2 separate regions of the Bombyx mori genome follow, and region 2 is linked to region 1. Evidence: chromatin contacts called from public Hi-C data. All regions are on one chromosome and are shown on one strand. The core of a region is the stretch at or near the end of the contact, and the rest is flanking DNA. Distances in the headings are between cores, read along the strand shown.

Region 1 (4,138 bases), core at 1,300-3,799:
CGGGCAGTGCAGCACGCCACAATTACCGAACACCATCTGCAATTTGTAATGTTGAACAAAACTGCTTTCTATACGCATCTATACGCTCTCTCTCTCACACGCATAACGGACTTTATGGCGGGAATGCGAGGAGTGAAGTTGTGTGATTTGTTTTATTTTGTCTATTTAGTATTTCTTCAGGTTTAAATGTGTAATGGGTGGTTTATTAACTGTTTAATAACTGTGAGTGTGCACAAACGTGGGAAAAAGAAACAAAGCCCCTGGACGTATCTTCTCGGGATCCTCCAAAAAGTCCACTAAAAAAACCTCAGTAACTGACCACCATTTTACTGAGATTATATTTCATCCCATATCATCTCATCTCATTTCACTTAGTTTCATCACAGTTGATTAATGTCTCACAGTAATCATCCTTATTTTATTTCATTTAACTCAATATTATCAATTGCCATAAAAATAAAAATATAAATTAAAATAAGACATGACTTAAAGGTCTTAGTTACCAGGTCATAAAATCCCATAAAAAACACCCATAACGATCTTCTTAAATGATAACACCTAATGATCTCTCAACACTAGTCCGCAGCATCTGTTCACGACTTAACCTAACCTAAACTATCTTAAGAAGGAGGGAGCCTGGAGATCAGTAATACAGATCTTTGAACCTAGTACCGACTTCAGCTCTATCAAAGGCTTACAAAAATAAATTATAAGGTTAATTTCTATTTATATTTGTACTATACCTTTAAGAGAGAAATAAATTATTGTTTTTTAATTATTGTTATTATTATTATGTTTCTACATTAAGTAATTAATACACAGAAGTTTCTTTGATGATGATCCCACAGACACGGCCCATTAAGTTTCTCGCCGGATCTTCTCAGTGAGTTGCGTTTCCGATCCGGTGGTAGATTCTGCCGGCTCTTGCTAGGGTCAGTGTTAGAATCACTCCGGTTTGAGCCCCGCGAGCTCACCTACTAGCTAAGGTTACGCTGAAATAACCTCTCAAGACTCTCAGCTTAGGTACGGAAAAAAAAAAGTTGATGAGAACACATCTTTTATAAAGTCAGCTCGACTGCTTTTTTTTCTACTAATTCGCCGGTAGCCTAACGAGCTATTCCAGTTTTTCGCCGATATTAGGTGAACTCACGGGCTCAACCTGAGAGAATTTGCTAACACCAGCCCTAGCCAGAGCAGTGCTTCGCTGAATTTCCCACCGGATCTGAATCGCGACCTACTGAGAAAATTCAGCAAGAAACTCGTTAGGCTATTGAATATCTAAGGGTACACTTTCTGTATTTTTCTGTATATTTGTTAATATATATATTACGTTGTGTACAAATTCAGCACTGTCTTGTTTTGTCGCGCGCACAGGTTGGAAATAGTACCGGCTACTAGGGGGTGGCTTGTCAACAATGACCTCGCAAAGCCATACTTGTTATAAATATGAAGTGTATTTGTTTGTATGTTCATTTGTCCTTATTTTACGTCGAAACGAAGCAACGGATTGGCATGTTTTTTAAAGGAATATTATTTAGGTCAGGCGAGTGACATTGACTAACTTTTATCTCGAAAAAACATCTCAATCCCACGGGAAACTACACTGACTTTTCTTTTACCATGCAGGCGAAGCCGCAAATAAAAGCTAGTGTGTATACAAGACAGAGATCATTGACAACTTTTTCTTTTAAATAATAATTTACATTTCACATCTATATATTTGATATTAGCGGCCCGCTACGGCTCCGCTATTATTTTATTCTATAATCAATAGTTTTCGCAGGGCACGCGATGTAAAGAATGTTTTAGGTAATTTTATTAATTAGTAAGGATCCCTATTTTTTTCAAAAAGAGATTAAAGCCTATGTCATTCGGGAATAGTGTAGCTTCCAAACAGTGGAAGAATTTTTCAAATCGGTTCAGTAGCTTCAGCGCCTATTCAATACAAACAAACAGGCAAATCTTTCCTCTTTATAAAATTAGTATAGATTGATCTCACCTCTTTAGCTGCTTGAGGGTCAGCCACACATGAGAACGTGATGTCGGCTTCTTCCACCACATCGCATGGTGTCACCGCAATCGTGGCCCCAACTTTCTCGAAGTCTTTGCACTGCAAAAGAATAAGGCTAAACTTTACAATTTGTAGATAAAAACAACATTTTCTCTTCTACAAGGAATTCGGTTGTCTACGATCTTATCGGGAAACTGAAATTACAAGTTACTTGTTTTTATTTTTATTTTATTAATGGCTCCAACGCCTTAGGCATTGATTTTGTACGAGCGATTTATGAAAAAAAAAACAATTTATAATGTCACTATAAATCATATTCGTCAATAGAAATTTTAAGTTTGGTAGAATTAAAAAAATTCCGCATCAAGATTTTTTAATACAGCGCCACCTATTGCTTCTGAACTCAAATACTATTGTTTCTAGTCTTCTCCTAGTCCCGCTAGATGGCAGTCACAGTTTGCTGTCACAGTCAGCGCGTCCCTACGTAGATAATCGATCGATAGACGCGTCACGCGGCTCGCCGGCGTCAACGACCGCCACGACCGCCCGACGGCGGCGGCACTCGCTCACAACGACGCCATTTTGATAACGGCTCTATTCACCAAGACGCAAGTCAGGCAATGTGCCCGTTTCTGCACGATTCACAACGCAAAACTAGACACGGTGTCGCTTGCTAGAACACATGTTTTCAGTTCTTTTTGCAGTGCTGATTTTTGTGGTGAATTGATAACCTAATGAAGTTCCACAGAGTTTAACCTACCTACCATTATTATTGATCGGGCTATAGAGTCTATTTTTGTCTGAACCTCCCAAAGCGTTATTACTGTTGAAAAAACCATAAACCTCATATTTCGGCAATCCTGGGATCGTAATAATAAACTTCTATTAATAAATGAAACATACGAAGAATTTGGGACAGTTTTGGTTTCGTTCGCTTTACTTCAAAATATTAATATGTTGTAATTAGTGAATTACCATAACTATAAGTATATTACCTATAATATAATAACAGTGATTGAATTTGGACTTTTTAGTACCAACCTAGCTAATCAATTTATAGAACATTTAGGCAATTTAGGTAGGTACATAATGAATTTGAAGTTTATGATTTAACGGATAAATAGGTATCTAATAATCTGCAAATGCTCTGTATTTTATGAAATAGCTACGAATAAATTATAATAACGACATTCGCAAGGCAGCTAATACAATTATTTAAGGATATTAAGCTATTTGCTTTATATTCCATATCTATTCTATTAATCTCAGAAATGAATTACATAATTATTAACCGTTTTTTTTTATTTAACTTTACGGTAATTCAAATTCTCTAAGATAAAAAGACAGTCCATATCAATAAAGAGATTATGATCGCTTTTTTATTTTTTCTATGTAGATTTATACTTATCACTAGGTTTTAAATTCAATTTCCCTAAGATAAGAAGACAGTCCATATCAATAAAGAGATTATGATCGCTTTTTTATTTTTTCTATGTAGATTTATACTTATCACTAGGTTTTGAAGCTTAAAGATGACACTTCTTTTAATCGTGGGTTATTGCTTATAAATGTCTTTCGATCCTGAGGTCCATTCCTTATTTTCTATCTTCACATTGCACATTGTACCCGTTAAGAAACCACTAGTCCTTATTGTTAATAATACCAATGGCTGACAAAGAACATGTGCTCCTGAGGCTGTTATGAGGCTCAAAGCATTTTCACTCTGGATATTCTCTTGGCCAGCGCATAATACGATCAAACTTGATTAAAACGGAAATTTCTGCACAACAAACTTGAAACCTAGATCTACCACCGATATCTTGTCGTGATTCAGACAAATAATCTCAATGTTAATATAGAGATAAAATCCTTATTCTTCTGTACCGCAAACCTTCAACGCTTATGAGGTGGCTAATAAACTTTATGAATCAGTATGTCATTTAAACGGCTGAACCAAATGACACGCGTCCGAACAAGTTTTTGTAACTAATTACTTGTAAAGGTCGGCTTAAGGTCAACAAAACAGTTCGCTGGTATATCTGTCCGTTTACCTAACTCGTTACGCTAGGACGCGAATTTTTTGCATTTCAAATGTAGGTAGGTACTCACATAATTTATACATCAAAT
Region 2 (4,178 bases), core at 879-3,378, 47 kb after region 1:
AATCTTTTCACCAAAAAGTATAAATGTATAAATGAGCCAACAAGAATGATCCATCCAGCCAAATCCAGATTAGAAGCCTTTGCCGACTCACAAACCATTGCATTGATAACAGTGATCTATGGCGCTGTGGTTATTTAAAAGCGATTAGATCGAAATAACCAATGACGTCATTCAACACACCTAGTCAACTTTACGTAACATGTGCTAACGGTGGCACGCGATAACCGTAATTTATTGTTTTAACCAATGCCAATATCCACCTTGATTCACGAAATCGAAATTTTGTATCCATTGGCATAATAAGTGTCGCACATTAGAAAATACTCCAACGGAAAATTTTGTGCCTTTTTATATTGCTGGTAACGTCATCGTTACTAATTGATACCACATCACATTTACCACAATCATATTTAGGCCTTATTCAATTCTGAATACCAACTATTTTGTTGTATTCGCTTATTTAAAAAAAAAATTAACTTTTGTATCTTTTTTTTTATGATTGAATTATTTATTACTGGTGGCCCTGAGGCGTTTCCAGTTTCACCAAGACAGGTAACTTAGAATATCATTGGAATAACATTGACTAACAAATTTAAGCACTTACAATTTCAAATTACCATGCTATCTGTTACAGACGATTAATAATTTTGATAACAACAAAAACTAGCACATGCACATAAATGTATTTCTTCAATTTATATTAAAACTATTATAACAAGAAAACAAACATCTCATTAATACAAAATTTATCCGTTTTCCTCTTAAACAATAATAACACAATATAACTACTAATTTAAAATGAACCGAGTTACTATTTCTCAATTCCAAGTATTTAACCAGATATTTATTGTTTACTAGCTGACCCGGCAGACTTCGTAGTGCCTCAATCGATAAATAAAAGACCTACTAAACTTTTGTATAAAATAAACTTAAAACAAACAAAAGGAATCCGTCCGACGGGGGACACATCAAAGGAAAAACAAAATTGTTTGTTTTCATATAATTCCGAGCATTTTCATATTTATCTACCTTTTAAACCTTCTCTGGACTTCCACAAATAATTCAAGACCAAAATTAGCCAAATCGGTCCAGCGGTTCTCGAGTTTTAGCGAAACTAACGAACAGCAATTCATTTTTATATATATAGATAGATTTAATCTAAAACCATTGCACGTTTGGGTGAAAATAGTTGATTATGTTTAAACGTTAGACTGATTTCCTGTCTATCGCACCTGTCAGAATGGGCGGCTTATAGCCGGCGACCCGAAAATACCGCAGATCGCAGATTAAGCACGGTAATAGTTACACAGTAGACAGAAACACACTACAGTAACCGTACGAGAATGGCTGCAATATACGATAAAACATTACCGCCGAACCAACGAGGAGATTCAACGAACAGTCGTGTAATAAAAATCAAACCCGCAAAATTATAATTTGCGTAATTACTTGTGGTAGGACCTCTTGTGAGTCCGCTAGGTACCACCACCCTGCCTATTTCTGCCGTGAAGCAGTAATGCGTTTCGGTTTGAAGAGTGGGGCAACCGTTGTCACTATATTTGAGACCTTGAGAACTTATATCTTAAGGTGGGTGGCGCATTTACGTTGTAGATGTCTATTAGCTCCAGTAACCACTTAACACCAGGTGGGCTGTGAGCTCGTCCACCCATCTAAGCAATAAACAAAAAAAAAAGTTAAACTGAGTACCTAAATGATTAATCAATGAATTCCTTAATTTCCTTTTATCTAATCTTTGTCCGCTATCTATTTTAGCACGTGACAAAAACTAGCGACCGTCTGAATACATGAATTGCAAATCTGTTCGAATAGATAACAGGTGACGATCTCGTATTGTTATTGTTTTGCGGACAGTCAGACTTACATACGCTAAAATAATTAAAGCTAGAAGGTAAATTAAGAACAACATACCGCTCCAATTACACGGTCCTATAAAACGCATCATTTTAGTACGGTCAATAAATTTAATCATTAGGGAAACGTAACGCACTTATAAGTTTAGTATGTATTTAAGTTTATTTATAAAATTTCGATTTATTATTGTAATTAAGTTGAATGAAATTCGTTGGCCCGAACTGTACGTACCTACGTAATTTATCACTGCAATATTATCGCAGTGATAATAAGCAAAAAACTTGGCAATCTCTGTTTTCATTTACGTACGATACTAAAAATATTAAATTAACATCTACTTTCAATGAATAAGCAAATCATTTTCTAATAAACACAATATAAAACTATTAAATTAATGCAGAATCTTTGATCGCACAAAACTAAAGTGTTTCGTGAATTCAATTTACATTATTCGCGTAATTTATTTAAGTGCCGAACCCTAAACAGATCGGTCGTCTTCGGCCAAGAATTACTTGCAAGCAAGAATGCGACGCGACGGTGTGTAGTGTGTGTCGCGAGTACACGGCCCGTTTCCGAAAGCACTTTCGGGGTCGCTCGGCACTCTCCGCTCCCCACAGCTGACTGGTCGAACGTGCGAGCGAGCGAGGTGATACACGCGCCGTTAACGCTAGACAAGGATCGCGTACCGCGCAACTCGACGGCCGCCATTTAGTATCCAGTCCTCCGCTTCAACGTAGTGACAGCTAGCGTATTTTACGAATCAAACGCAAAGAAAATTCGTTTATTCAATGAGTTATATTCAATTTAAAATTGTTTGTGCACGATGTTGAACGTGTGAATCGTGAATGTGCAATGGAGTTTCATTTAAAAAGGTGAAGTTTCGTAACGTACGAGTGAGAATGAGTGTCTTCGGCGCGTCTGTTGTCGATGTAAAATAACGTGGATTATGCAAGTTGGTGTAAAATGTGGACGTGTGTTAGGTAAATACCACATATTTACTTCATAAATGTGTATATGATGAGTATATGAGACGGTTTCAGTTGAACAAACATGATAACGAAAGTGATGGTAGAATGCTAGGGTTCACAAAGTCGTCTAAAGAGAACGAACATTTCCAAGTTAGACGGGAGCCGCGTTGAATTGGCCCATTGAGAAACACAGAGTTCTGCATTGTTGGTTACAAACCGTAGATAAATAATTAGTGAAGGCAGGAAACGGAGCAGCGTTCTCTAACCTCGCGCACCAACTATTTCACGATAAAACTAAACGAGTGCTAATTTGCAAACTTGTTTGTTGATATTTAACATGATTTGAACATATTTAGGAAATGTACAGTCTTTTCAATTCAATAGCGTATAGAATGAGAGCCAACATGTTCTGGTAAAACTAAAAAAAAACTTTACAATATTAACGAAATCTTCTGTTAATATAAATGAATGTCATAAAAAGTCTCACGAGTCGCCGGTAGTTTTAAATCTAGGTCTAGGCAGGTAACTTGTTACTGATTGTGCATTAACTGTAACTAATGAACAACGCGACCGCAATGCGTTCTCGATTAAATATAAATCTTTAAACACTAAACGAAAAACTTTTAATGTGTCTGTCTATTTCGATGTATTTCCAGAGCTCGTGAACTCAATTTATATATCGAGTTCAATAACAAGCGCTGGATATTAGTTGAATAATAAACGAACGTTGTTCATCAGAGAGTGCTTCAATAATTATCCACGTAAAGCCACATTTCATGTATTGAAATTTAAATTATAATACTAAGTTTGCTCATACATTAAGTACTTGGATAGCCTTATCACTAAGCTTTTGTGACTCGGTTTGAGACATGTTTGAGAGTACGAATAGTCGTCTCCTTCCGATTTACATTGATAGAAATTCTGTAAGACCATATAAATGAATAGATCACTTTATTGTATCATTAATAAGCGTTACAATAAACGTTTTTATCGCTAACTCCAATTTATTCTAGAAAACCTTAGAATAGAAGCGATTATTGTAAAAGTTGGTATCGGATGTGTAAACATTACAATTAAATAAGTCAAATAACAAATAACTTTTAAATATAAAACAATTTCGATATTACCCTCTCTGCTGCACAACGTATAATTCAAGCGAGGTTACATTACAATAAAATATGAGATGTTTACAATAAGTGTACACGTTCATAGTCAAGTATAGATAACAATGCTACATTTGCTATTCGCTATGCATAAATTACGTTTCACTGAACGTGCTGTTTTCCATTGTTGCAGTAAATAAGACTATGAGGGTTGTAATATAATGCGGTGGCTGCA

The links. Hi-C and Micro-C count contacts between places; a contact is called where the count stands out from the background.
Region 2: a contact with region 1 is called in a Hi-C map of middle silk gland, with 2.4 times the contacts expected there. The contact joins the promoter of LOC101738924 here to the enhancer-like site in region 1. A contact is called at or near these places in 7 of 7 Hi-C or Micro-C datasets (middle silk gland, midgut, posterior silk gland and 2 more).

What each region holds. Positions count from the first base shown.
Region 1 is chr14:12,355,237-12,359,374 of ASM3026992v2, forward strand. LOC101743921 (cytokine-like nuclear factor N-PAC) reads right to left here. Exons shown (of 11, transcript XM_062672218.1): 8 at 2,000-2,110; 9 at 1-36. Among protein-coding and RNA genes, the nearest start is that of LOC101738600, 12 kb to the left of the region's middle. Within about 2 kb of position 2,550, at least 8 of the 8 cell types and tissues checked have open chromatin away from gene starts, as enhancers often do.
Region 2 is chr14:12,402,760-12,406,937 of ASM3026992v2, forward strand. It overlaps LOC101738924 (immunoglobulin domain and leucine-rich repeat-containing protein 2), which reads left to right and starts at 2,129. Exons shown (of 5, transcript XM_004923758.5): 1 at 2,129-2,852; 2 at 4,137-4,178. The coding sequence starts at 4,165. The region is part of intron 7 of LOC101743921 (cytokine-like nuclear factor N-PAC); the gene reads right to left.